Linked DNA regions of Gossypium hirsutum: region 2 is linked to region 1. The links are chromatin contacts, called in public Hi-C maps. All regions are on one chromosome and are shown on one strand. The core of a region is the stretch at or near the end of the contact, and the rest is flanking DNA. Distances in the headings are between cores, read along the strand shown.

What was found. A called contact is a pair of places that touch in the nucleus more often than the background predicts.
Region 2: a Hi-C map of leaf shows a contact between it and region 1, with 2.3 times the contacts expected there. The contact joins the promoter of LOC107900619 here to the promoter of LOC107900616 in region 1. A contact is called at or near these places in 13 of 34 Hi-C or Micro-C datasets (anther, callus, cotyledon and 4 more).

The regions. Positions count from the first base shown.
Region 1 is chrD06:43,140,941-43,146,531 of Gossypium_hirsutum_v2.1, forward strand. LOC107900616 (vesicle-associated protein 4-2) reads left to right here and starts at 2,429. Exons shown (of 8, transcript XM_016826280.2): 1 at 2,429-2,844; 2 at 3,185-3,255; 3 at 3,421-3,502; 4 at 3,648-3,766; 5 at 4,245-4,325; 6 at 4,430-4,507; 7 at 4,667-4,786; 8 at 4,885-5,260. The coding sequence starts at 2,601. The coding sequence ends at 4,944.
Region 2 is chrD06:43,299,684-43,305,274 of Gossypium_hirsutum_v2.1, forward strand. It overlaps LOC107900619 (vacuolar protein 8), which reads right to left and starts at 3,443. Exons shown (of 1, transcript XM_041095886.1): 1 at 1,168-3,443. The coding sequence starts at 2,956. The coding sequence ends at 1,241.

The sequences.
Region 1 (5,591 bases), core at 1,179-3,678:
ACCTATAATGCGCAGGCCTCAATTGAATACTAAAATAATAGTAGCTTTAGAAGGCAATCGACTACAACTTGTGTAGCAAATTTGGGTGACCGACTATTGCATTGGTTGTTGCTTGAAAGGGGTAAGGCTTGGTGAAAAGGAAAAAATTTTGTGGCTTATAGAGAAAGTATAAAAAAAACAATTAAAAGAGAATCATACTAATAACGTGTTATAAAATAAAAGGACAGAAAGTAAAGAGCGAAGAGTATGAGAAAGTAAAGAGAAAGTGTATTTTATTGTTCAATCGGAATATTTATAAAGCTTCTTCAAAATCTCTATTTATAGGCATATGAAGTATAAATGAAGTAGAGATCTACTTCTAATGACTATAAGAATTTAAAGAATATCAAAACTTATCTTGATCTTTATGGACACCCACTTAATAAGATATTCAAAATATATAATTTTGTAATCATTATAGCCTTAATTGCTATCTCAGTCAACCAATAGCACGTGATGAAAAATTGAAAAAAAATTAAATTAAAAAAAATAAGAAAAAGAAAACCTCAGCCTTCCCCTCTCTGAAACAGAACCAAACCCCTCTCTCCCTATCCCTTTCGGCCTCTCTATCTCTCTCCCGGCTAATGAATTGCTCAGGGTGGAAGCATTGGAGGTAAGTACCAGTCCTGACTTCATCAATGACAGTGAGCTCAAGCTCAACAAACACAGCACTAGGGATGTGCTTTCCGACTCTAGTTTCACTGAAAATGTTGTTAAAAGCATCATCACCTCCTCCGACAGCCTTGTCAAGTTGTTAACTCGAACACAACTGCTTGTTATTTATTGACCAAACCTTAAACTCCAAAGATAAATAGCAATAATCTCCTAAAGCATTCAAAATGACTTAAATGTTTAACACTGTTCAAATTTGAAAAAAAACCAAAAAAACTCTGGCTTATCAGATCCAATTGAAAAAAACAAAGCCAAACATGAAAAATAAAGACCTAAAATTATCAGATCTAATAGAAAATCAAACAAATAACTAACATCTACTAAAAAAAATTAGATTTTTATTTTTAGTTTATCTTGAATTTAGTTTCTTCAAATAGAGAAGGGGAGGAAGGGAGATTTTTTCAATTTATGTGTTTTTTTTCGGGTAAACTAAAAACTATGGTTTTTTTTTCCTTTTTTATTATTCAACTATAAAATGTTACAAAATAGACACCTAATCATTACTATTTTTTTGTCACTCAACTATTCAATTTATTTTTTTGTCACCTAATTATCTTGGATTTTTTGGTTTTTTTATTTTTACGATAGTTAGTAGATAGTTGGGTGATAAAAAAAAAAGACAAAATTGACTAATTGAGTGACAAAAAAAAATTACTAATAAATGAGTGACCATTTTGTAACTTTTCATAGTTGAGTAGCCAAAAAAAAATATAAACCATAATTGGGTGACCTCTATTGTAGTTTACCCATTTTTATTTAGAAATTATTTTTCTTTTTTCAACTGAAATAAAAAAAACTAATTCCTAAATACGAGTCAACTCTTAATTGACTGAAAAGTTTTTTTTAACGAAATTATAACTTAGGTATCTAATTAATAACAATTAAAGATCAAACTCAAGTACCTTACTCAAAGAAAGGAAGGGTATAATTTAATGGCTTATTATTCAATTAAGCTTATTTAAAAAACAAATCAATTTAGATTTTGAATGTGGAAACTATATTTTTTGAATTTAATAGTTTTTAATCCGAACTCTTGACTTTGCATTTTCTTTAAATATCAAAATTTACTAGACAATATTTTATAAATTCTTTTTGTTTTACAAATAAACTAAAAACAAATTAAAATTTCAACATTTGAATCTATTTAATTTTTAAGCTCAAATTTTATATAGAAATAAGTCCCTTTGAAGCATAACTTAAGTTGATCCATGGTATGCGCAAAAGAAAAGAAACATGGTAAATTACAACTTTTTTCCTGATCTAGGCTAGTTGCTTAAGACTTAAAGACGAGCAGATGAAGGCAATGATTCAATTTCCGCGTTACTCCCACTAATTATTTCTGTTATTATATCCTTAATTAACTTTCAAACACAAGAATACATAACTTAATCAATCCTTCTAAATTAAACAAAAGGGTTTATTGGTATTTTAAAATCAAATTTCTTGACATTTCTGTTTCCTGTTGAATAAATAGAAGACGGAAAAACGCGTGAATCTTTTAATTAATTAAAAGTACAATCCAAAATTACTTAGCCATTCCAAAGCCCTGAAAGTCGTGGTTGAATCCGTTTACTTCCCGCGGCAGTTTATAATAGAAAGGACGACGAAATTAGCTGCGAAACAACGGTTTTTTAAAATAAATAATTGAAACTGGATACGGTGTCGTTTCTGAGAGATCGATTGACTTTTAAAGGGGAAAAGCGGACTTCAAATTCTCCCAAGTCAAATACAGTACAATCCAAGCTCTAAAATCCGACCCCCCCCCCTCTCGCTCTCTGCCTCATTTCCTTGTCACGAGTTTCTCGATTCGAGTACCAGTGGAAGTTCCTTCCTCTGCGAAACGTAAAGAAACGGTGTCCTATATGCCCTCGTGATTCTTTTGAGATAAGATGGCTATAGAAACCGACCAGAAGTCATCGTCCGACGGCAAAGTTTGGGGGTTCTTTAAGCTGCCGTTTAGACAAACCAGGAACACCACCAGTACGACGTCTTCTTCCTCCGCTCAAACTCAGCCTCACCTTGAAGGATCCAACCATCATGCCTCGGCTAACTCCGTTTCCTCTGTCGCCAAGTCGCTTTTGCCGACTCGTCGCCGGCTTAAACTTGATCCGGCTAATAAGCTCTATTTTCCATGTAAGTACTATTCTTCTTTGCTGTATTATCTGATTCTAAATTTCCCGTTTGTTTGATTCAATATTCAGCAAAACTTTTGATGCTTATTTCTTGCAATTAACAGTAAGTTGAAAAAAAATATTTTATAGTAGAGATTGTTCAGAATCAAGATTGTTGATTAAAGTAGCTGATATAAGCGGACTAAAATTTGTTGTTACTCTTTATTTGAAATACTTTTGACTTAAATCAGGAAATTTTCAATTCGATTTATTTCGGAAGAAATTGTATAATTTTTTTCCAAGTATATGGAAATAATCTTTTCTCTTATTCTTGATTGTATATTACGTTTTCTTTTTCGAAGATGAACCTGGCAAACAAGTGAGGAGCGCGGTCAGGATAAAAAACACGAGCAAGTCATATACAGCTTTCAAGGTAAAAACCTTAAACCTTTGAAAATTTTCAATTTTGCTTTGTTTGTATTAGTCTTTGTTATTTGTCTATGTTTGCTGTATACATTAGAAACTGAAGTGGAATGATGTTGTGCTTTATGACAATTGCTTTGATTTGTAATGAACCCTTTTGTTTCTGTTGGTTTAGTTTCAAACTACAGCGCCCAAGAGTTGTTTCATGCGCCCACCAGGTGCTATTCTTGCACCTGGGGAGAGCATCATTGCGACCGGTAATTGCTTCCTTCTGTACACACACCCGTTAATTCTAGTTTTGATTATGCATTGACAATTTGTTATTAATATATATTTAATGTTTGTCTTATCTTCTGAAAGATTCTTATGAATTTCTCTTCCTCGTTTGAATGGATTTACTAGTCTTTAAGTTTGTTGAGCAACCTGAGAACAATGAAAAGCCAATGGATCAAAAGAGCAAGGTTAAGTTTAAAATCATGAGTCTCAAGGTGAAGGGTCCAATGGAGTATGTTCCCGAGCTGGTGAGTTGAACTTCTCCTGTAAAACTGTATTTTCATATTATTCACATGATGACAACCAATAAGAAGACTTTTTAATTTGACTACATTTAGATGTTAGTGAGCTTATGATGAACATAAAGTAATATTCTGGTGATGCATATAATATTTACTTTGTGGCTAATAGTGTTTAAGTTTCTCTACAAACACGTAACTTTATGGGGTGACCTTACAGATAGATAAGCAGTGCTAATCTGAAGCATAAAATGTCACTGTGGAACAGAACTTCTATATCCAATATTCTTCTTTTTTGGGATTTGTACCTTTTGTCTGCAACATAAAGAAACTACTGTGCTTTATAGGCAGATTTTTTTTTCTTTGTCATTGAGTTGTCCTGGTGTTGCTGTAAATTGACTTTTGAAGCCGACATATGCCCAATTATCATGCTTAATCAGATAATAATCTCTTGTTGGAAAGCTGATTTTGGGCCCATTTTTGATAGGGCAAGCATGATTTTCAATCAATTTTATGGGTTGTTTGGCTGCATTTGTTTGATGCGCAATTGAGAATATTCTTTTACCATGTACGCTATTGATTGCTTCTCTGCCTGTCTGATCTTTTTTCTTTTTATTTGAGGTTGGATATTTGTAAATTGTGTAATCAATCTTAGGTGCCTGTCTTTTGCAGTTTGATGAGCAAAAGGATCAAGTGGCAATAGAGCAGATTTTGCGGGTTGTTTTTCTAGATCCCAAGCGCCCTTGTCCTGTAAGTACCGCTACCATATTACCACCATAAGTCACTGATATATGTGCCCTTATTCATGTTAGCGTGTCAATGCTTTCCGCCTGCATGATGTTTGACATGCATGCCAAATTATCGAAATCATAGCAAACTAAACGGCTTAAATATTTTTATGGGTTTAAGGCTCTGGAAAAATTGAAGCGCCAATTAGCTGATGCCGATGCTGCAGTTGAGGCACGCAAAAAGCCTCCAGAGGATGCAGGTCCAAGGATAATTGGGGAAGGACTTGTGATAGATGAATGGGTAAGCTTTCTTGTAATCATCTGATGAAAAATTATTCTTATAGATATTTTACTTGTATGATATGGAATTACTTGCGACTGTAAATTTCTGTCATGCAGAAAGAGCGAAGGGAAAGATACCTTGCACGGCAGCAGATTGAAGGAGTAGACTCAGCTTAAAGTGGTAATTCTTCATCAGTTTCCTCGTTGTATGGTTGAAGTTTTATATAGTCGTCTCGTGCTTATGTGCATCAAATCATTTCATGTAACGCAAAGGGTGTTGTCTCAGAAGAATGATCTGGAAATTTCGAAATATTTTGTGGTTGTAAAGAAGAGTGAAGCTGAAATTTCTGTAATTGGAGACTTGAAATCAGCTAGTTACCATCTGCATTGTAGATAATGTGATTTTGCCGCCTCCCTAAGGGGAATAAAACTGTTCTTCATGGGGTGTAATACACTAAATGGATATCAAACGGAGTAGGAGTATTTAAATGCATACATAATCAATAATGTTCTGAATCAATTACCTTTAGGAAAATGTCACATTTGAACAATTTTCGTCCAGTGCTCTTGTAACCTTAAAAAGCAAATCAAGTACGGGATGACATACTCACATCTGTGTGAATGCATAGGTAAATCGGGTCAGATGGGTGGTTTTGAACATGAAATTGAGCGATAGAGGTTGAGATAAAAATTAAAAGATTGAGGGGCCAAAGCTAAAGCTATGTATTAAATTGAATTTTTAACTTTGAGTGAGGTAAAAAATGACATGTTTCTATTCAAGTAAAAGGGATTAAATTGAAGTTTATGCTTGAAATTGACTAAAG
Region 2 (5,591 bases), core at 2,193-4,692, 160 kb after region 1:
ATGACAATGAATAGACTTGCTTATATAAAATACTATGATTTTACTTAGAAATTTAGACCATATGTTATTATAAAAACTAATTTAATAAAGGACGTACTTCATAACTATGAATGTTATTGTTATAAGGGGTTAAAATAAAATATAAAAACTTAATTCTTCTAGAAACTTGACTACTATAGCAGAGAGGGTTGACTACTATTTATAACATCCTAAAATGTATGTAAAAACTAGCCCCAAAGTAATTAATGGGCTTCTATTAAGGTGGCCCAACTACAATCGATAGGTGAAACTCTCAACAGTCTTAATAAAATATTTGCATGCAATGTGAAGGCGTGCCAAAAGCTGGTGAGGTCGTAAATGAGATGAGGGTGAGTGGGTGAAACTTTCTGCTTCGTTAAAACCAGCGAGCATTTCGTGTTGTGTACCGCACCACCACAAATGAATATCTCCACCTCTTCTTTTTTGCATTCACCGCCATTCCTCTAATAAATACTCACCCGCTCTTTAACTGCGTTGCAGTAAAAAATGCGTGAAAAACAAGTTGAACCATCACATCGCCTTACATTTAATCTGCTACATTTAGGGTTTCAGTTTATTAATCATTGTCTTACCTTCTCAATCAATACTATGTAAAACCAAGTTGGCTAACCAATTGATCAATTTCCAGGTGTGAGTGGAACATTTGGGCTCAATTTCCAGACTCCAAACGTAGGCTGTCAAAACCAAGTTGGCTAACCAGTTGACATTAAATGTGTGTACCCTACAAATGGTAAGGTCTCAACACATTGGGCCATGAAATTTCTGAATTGGTAATGCCTAAAGAGCCTGTCTCAACACTGTAGTTGATAAGATTGTGATGTTTGACAAACTAATACTATGTGAAAAACAAAAAAGCTAGTAATTATCAAGCCTTGTATCAGAATATAGAACTGTCATAAAATGGAGACAGTGTTGAGTGTTGGCTAAAAGCCAAGCAAATAGTGACCCAACTTTCATCTATCGCTATCCCCTTTGTCCCACATGGACAGGAGACAAGCTTGTTTTCCACTGTTCACATGTCATCTGGGTTTTCCCATATACAATGCTTCCAAATCATCTTATAAATTACACTTACTTTTATCATGTAGAATCCCCATATTTACTAAAATAACTGCAATATACAGAGTGTGAGAAAACAAGTATCTTATAGTTAATGTACAGTGAAAACAAAAACAATCAAACAAAGAAACAAAAATTACATTTAAGAATGCCAGAAACGGCTCAGAAAACTACGAAATCTATTGGTAGATAACTTTCTGACAAGTCTTTTGGCGTCAGAGACTTGTGCTTCTGCAAGTTTCTCTATGTATTTTAGGTAGCCAGAACTGGCTATTTTTCTTCTTCCACTGTTGCAACTTGTCAATGAAACTAATATAGAGAGCAAGAGCTGTTTATTACCTGAAATTCCTTCCTCTTGATCAAGCAATCTAAGAAGGAAGTGTATGTTTCTATCATCTGAAACAAATCTATGTCGATTTTTAGGGACTGAGACCAAACTGGAGAGTGCTTCAATTGCCATTTCACGCACTTCATATGACTTAGCATCCAACAATTTGACAAGCTCTGCCATGAAACCAGCATCTCCCATCGTCTTTCTGGCCTCATCTGATGTCCCACAAAGCTTAAACGTCAACTTAAGTGCCAGTTCTTGAAGGGAAACTTCGCCATTGCGTAGGAAGAAGAGTAAATGATCCGTGAATCCGTAATTCATCAAGGTGTTTATGCAGTTTTGTGAAGGGAAACATAGATTCTCTATTGCTCTCAATGCTACTTCTCTTGTTTTCGAAGAGGTTGCCGATTTCGGATCCGAAACTCGTAGTAATGCACGAACTGATTCCTCCCCAGAAGCTACGTTTTGAAGCAACTCCATTGAATTAATCAGCACGATTTCTTCTTTTGATCTTGTTAGCTTGATGAATGTTTCAATGGCACCTTCTTCGACCATAAACCTTTTAATCTCTTCAACACCAACAAGGTTTCTCAACACCCCACAAGCAAGACCAATTAGTTCCCCTCCAAAATCACCGCTTGAACATATTTTCAACAGTGCCGTCACCCCACCATCAGCTGAAACTGACCATGCATTGTCTGAATTTACAGTCAATGTCTGAAGACACCTAACAGCTCCTTCTTTGACCAAATTACTGCCGGTTTCCAAAACCCGATTTAAAGGGCCAATAATCCCAGCTTCAACTAAAACCCCTTTATACAAATCAAACCCAGAGATTAAAGATACAATCTTTGAAGCTTCTTCTTGAATTTCCATCTCTGGTGAATCAAGAAAATCGACCAACACTTTCACAATGTCACTAACTTCAAGTGCTACAAGTTTCATGTACCTTTCATCTTCAGCCATAACTTGATATAAATTCACCAAGGATTGCCTTTTCATTTCTATATCACCAATCTTCAACCTTGTCAACAAATCTCTTACATAGAACCTCATGTCATCTTTACAAGCACCAAAACCAGGCCTGGAAACAACAATGGCGAAACCATGGCTCAGAACCCCAGCAGTGTAAATCCCTGAAAGATTCTTTACATGGAGATCAAATTTTGCAACCATCACATCGAGGTCACTTTGCATCAGGAGCTTTCCACTGTAAGAAAGATCCACACATCTTCTCCCGAGATCATAACACTCGTTTACAGTTGCCAAAATGGAAGGAACCACGTCAGAGAAGGCCGCTGTGTTTTCACTTGAATCACAGTTTCCAACAGCCATCAACCCAGAACTCATCTCTTCTAGCTTCTTTCGAATGAGTTGCCATTTAACATTAAAAACCTTGATAGAATGTGAAAGAGAAATCAAAGAAGATATAACCTGAACAGCCTGCTTGATACTAGATTTCATTGCAGTGAAAGATTCTGTTGAATTCTGGTGCTGCTTTTGCATTGGTTTCTCTTCTTCTCCCATTTTTTTTTTTGGACCTTTTTCTTCAAACTCAATGCTTGCTTTGAAGGAAGGAATCTAACACTATCAAAGAAGAGAGAGAAAGAGGGCCACTGACTGCATATATCTAATCTAAAGTTATCTTTTCATGTTGCAGCTGCAACTGAAATGGGGGTCTTTAATTTTACATTTAGAATAGAGGGCTGACCGTTTAGGTGGTGTAACAGTGACAAGTCAATAGGATGAAGATAAGGGAATAAATTTCTGCCATAATAACAAGGGTTAAAACTTAAAAGGGTAGCTGAAGCTCACAGCGTGAAAAGAACTGAGGAGGGAGATGGTTAAAAGGGAAAAAGAAAAGTAGTGTATCTGATTCTGATCAGTGATAAAGGAGTTGAAGGGTTTCATCTCTTTATTGATGATTGTATTTGTAGAACACTGTACATGCATGAAGGGGGTTTTACAGTGGGTTGCTGTGGGGCCACCTATCTACAATAAGGTTTCTTTAGAATCTCATCAGATCTCATGAACTTTCTATTTACCTTTCCACCGTTTCAGTTTAATTGTATTGTAATCTGTACAAGGTAAGAAAATGAATTTATGGTAAAAATTTGAATTTTGATATAACGTAAATCAGCCTTAATTTGATTGTAATTCGTAAACCTTAATTCTTAATTACTCAAATGTAAATCAATCAACCAACGAATCTTGTTGGCTCATCTTTCCCACGTTAAATGTTAGCTTCTTTCTTCCATTATTTTTGGAGCAAGTGCCCATATTTTTCTATAACTGCATTTAAGGGGTAAATAAATAAATAGAGAAATGTCTCACTTTGTGAGAAATAATTTGATTTTTTATATTTTCTTTTCAAAATCCGCCAAATAAAAAGTGCAGCATAAAATGCAATTTAAATCTATATCATTTACGTATATTTCAATTTAGATAAGATGGAATGTAAAATGAAAAAAAAAACATCTACTATTACATAAAAAAAACCCCCTTATTTTAGAACTTTTTAAAAAGATTTAATTAAGCTGTTTTGAATTTTTCTTCACTTAATTGACTTTTAAACTAATAAAATTGAATCAAATAGGCTCTTTAACTGGTGTTTATCGGGTATTTGACTAAAATAATACAAAAAATACTAAAATAATATACAAAAAAGTTTATTTACAAAAATGGTACAAAAAAAACAAAACAAAACAGCTAAATGGAGGGCCTGCCACTGGCGGCACCAATGGTGCCTGTGGCAGAGGTGGCACCAACATGTTCGTATTTCAGCCCTTTGTTCGTATTTTTTTCTCCGGATTTTATTACTTTTAAAAAATATACTATTTTCTAATTTATTATTTTACATTATTTTAGTACATTATATTTGAAATGTATTCATTTAGTGTGTTTTTTATTGAAAGTAATAAAATCTGGGAAAAAAATACGAACAAAGGGCCGAAATAAGGATTTTTTTTAAATTTATTTAAAAAACACACTAAATGAATACATTTCAAACATAATGTACTGAAATAATGTAAAATAATAATGTAATAAGGCCCAATTGGCCTAGACTATTTACAAAACAAAAATGGGTCGTCCAGGCCCAATGTCCAAAACCTAGCCTACCTAACAGCCCAAATTACCCAAACCCTAGCCCCATGTTCGGTTCAGCGCCGCAAGCCCCAACAGTCTCCAGTGTCGCACCCAACGCCCAGTCGCCGCAAGACTCGGAGATCAGCCTCCCCACGCGCGCCGTTCGCTCCTCAAATACTCGCAAAACGGACTCAAATAGTCCAGATAATGTAAAACAACAAGAAACAAGGAAATAGGTTAGCGTTAGGCTATAAAAGCCTTTGAAAATCTGTAAAAAGGGGGATAGAGAGAAATACAAAAGAAAAAGATTGAAAAATACAAAGATTTTCTTTTGAAGGTGAATCGAGTTTCAGACTTTTTTTTATATTTTTTTTGTTCTTCTTTTTTTATTTTCTGCTTATTTGTTAAAAAATATATTCAAAAGGGTGAGGGGCTTACCTTCGAAGCTTCGCCGATGAAACCCCTGCTCGCCGTGTCCAAATCAGAAGTCTGGCGGAAGGTTGAGGCTTGAGGCAGTCGCGCGTTGCGGCGGCGGCGCAAAATGAGCTAGGGCCGAAACCCTATCAGAGGAAAAGGGGGCCAACCTTTCTTTTTTTTTATTTTTAACTCTGCAGCAATTTTTTTTAAAAAAAACATCTTTTTTTTGTTTAAATGATATTTTCAAAACGGCGTCGTTTTAGCCAGGTGCAACCCGCACGGTGACCCGACCCGGAGGGGAGGATCCGCGCGTTCTAGCTAATGGGGAAATTGCGCATTTGGTCCCCCCTTTTATAACATGCTTCAATTAAACCAGTTTTGTTTTGTTTTAAATTAGGCCGCATATTTGATGTCTGTTTCAATTTAGTCCCTTGTTGCGCAGCGTTTTGGAAGGAGGGGATAATTTCCCTTTTGGTCCTCCACTCTTGCGCGCATTCAACGTGGTTTTTTTTACTCCGAATTTACCCATTTTTTTCCTTTTTAGTTCAGTTTAACCCTTTTTTTAAACTGTTTTATTATTATTATTATTTTTCTAAATTATGTTATACTATTTTATCATGATTTTATTATTATTATTTTATAACATACATACATTTTA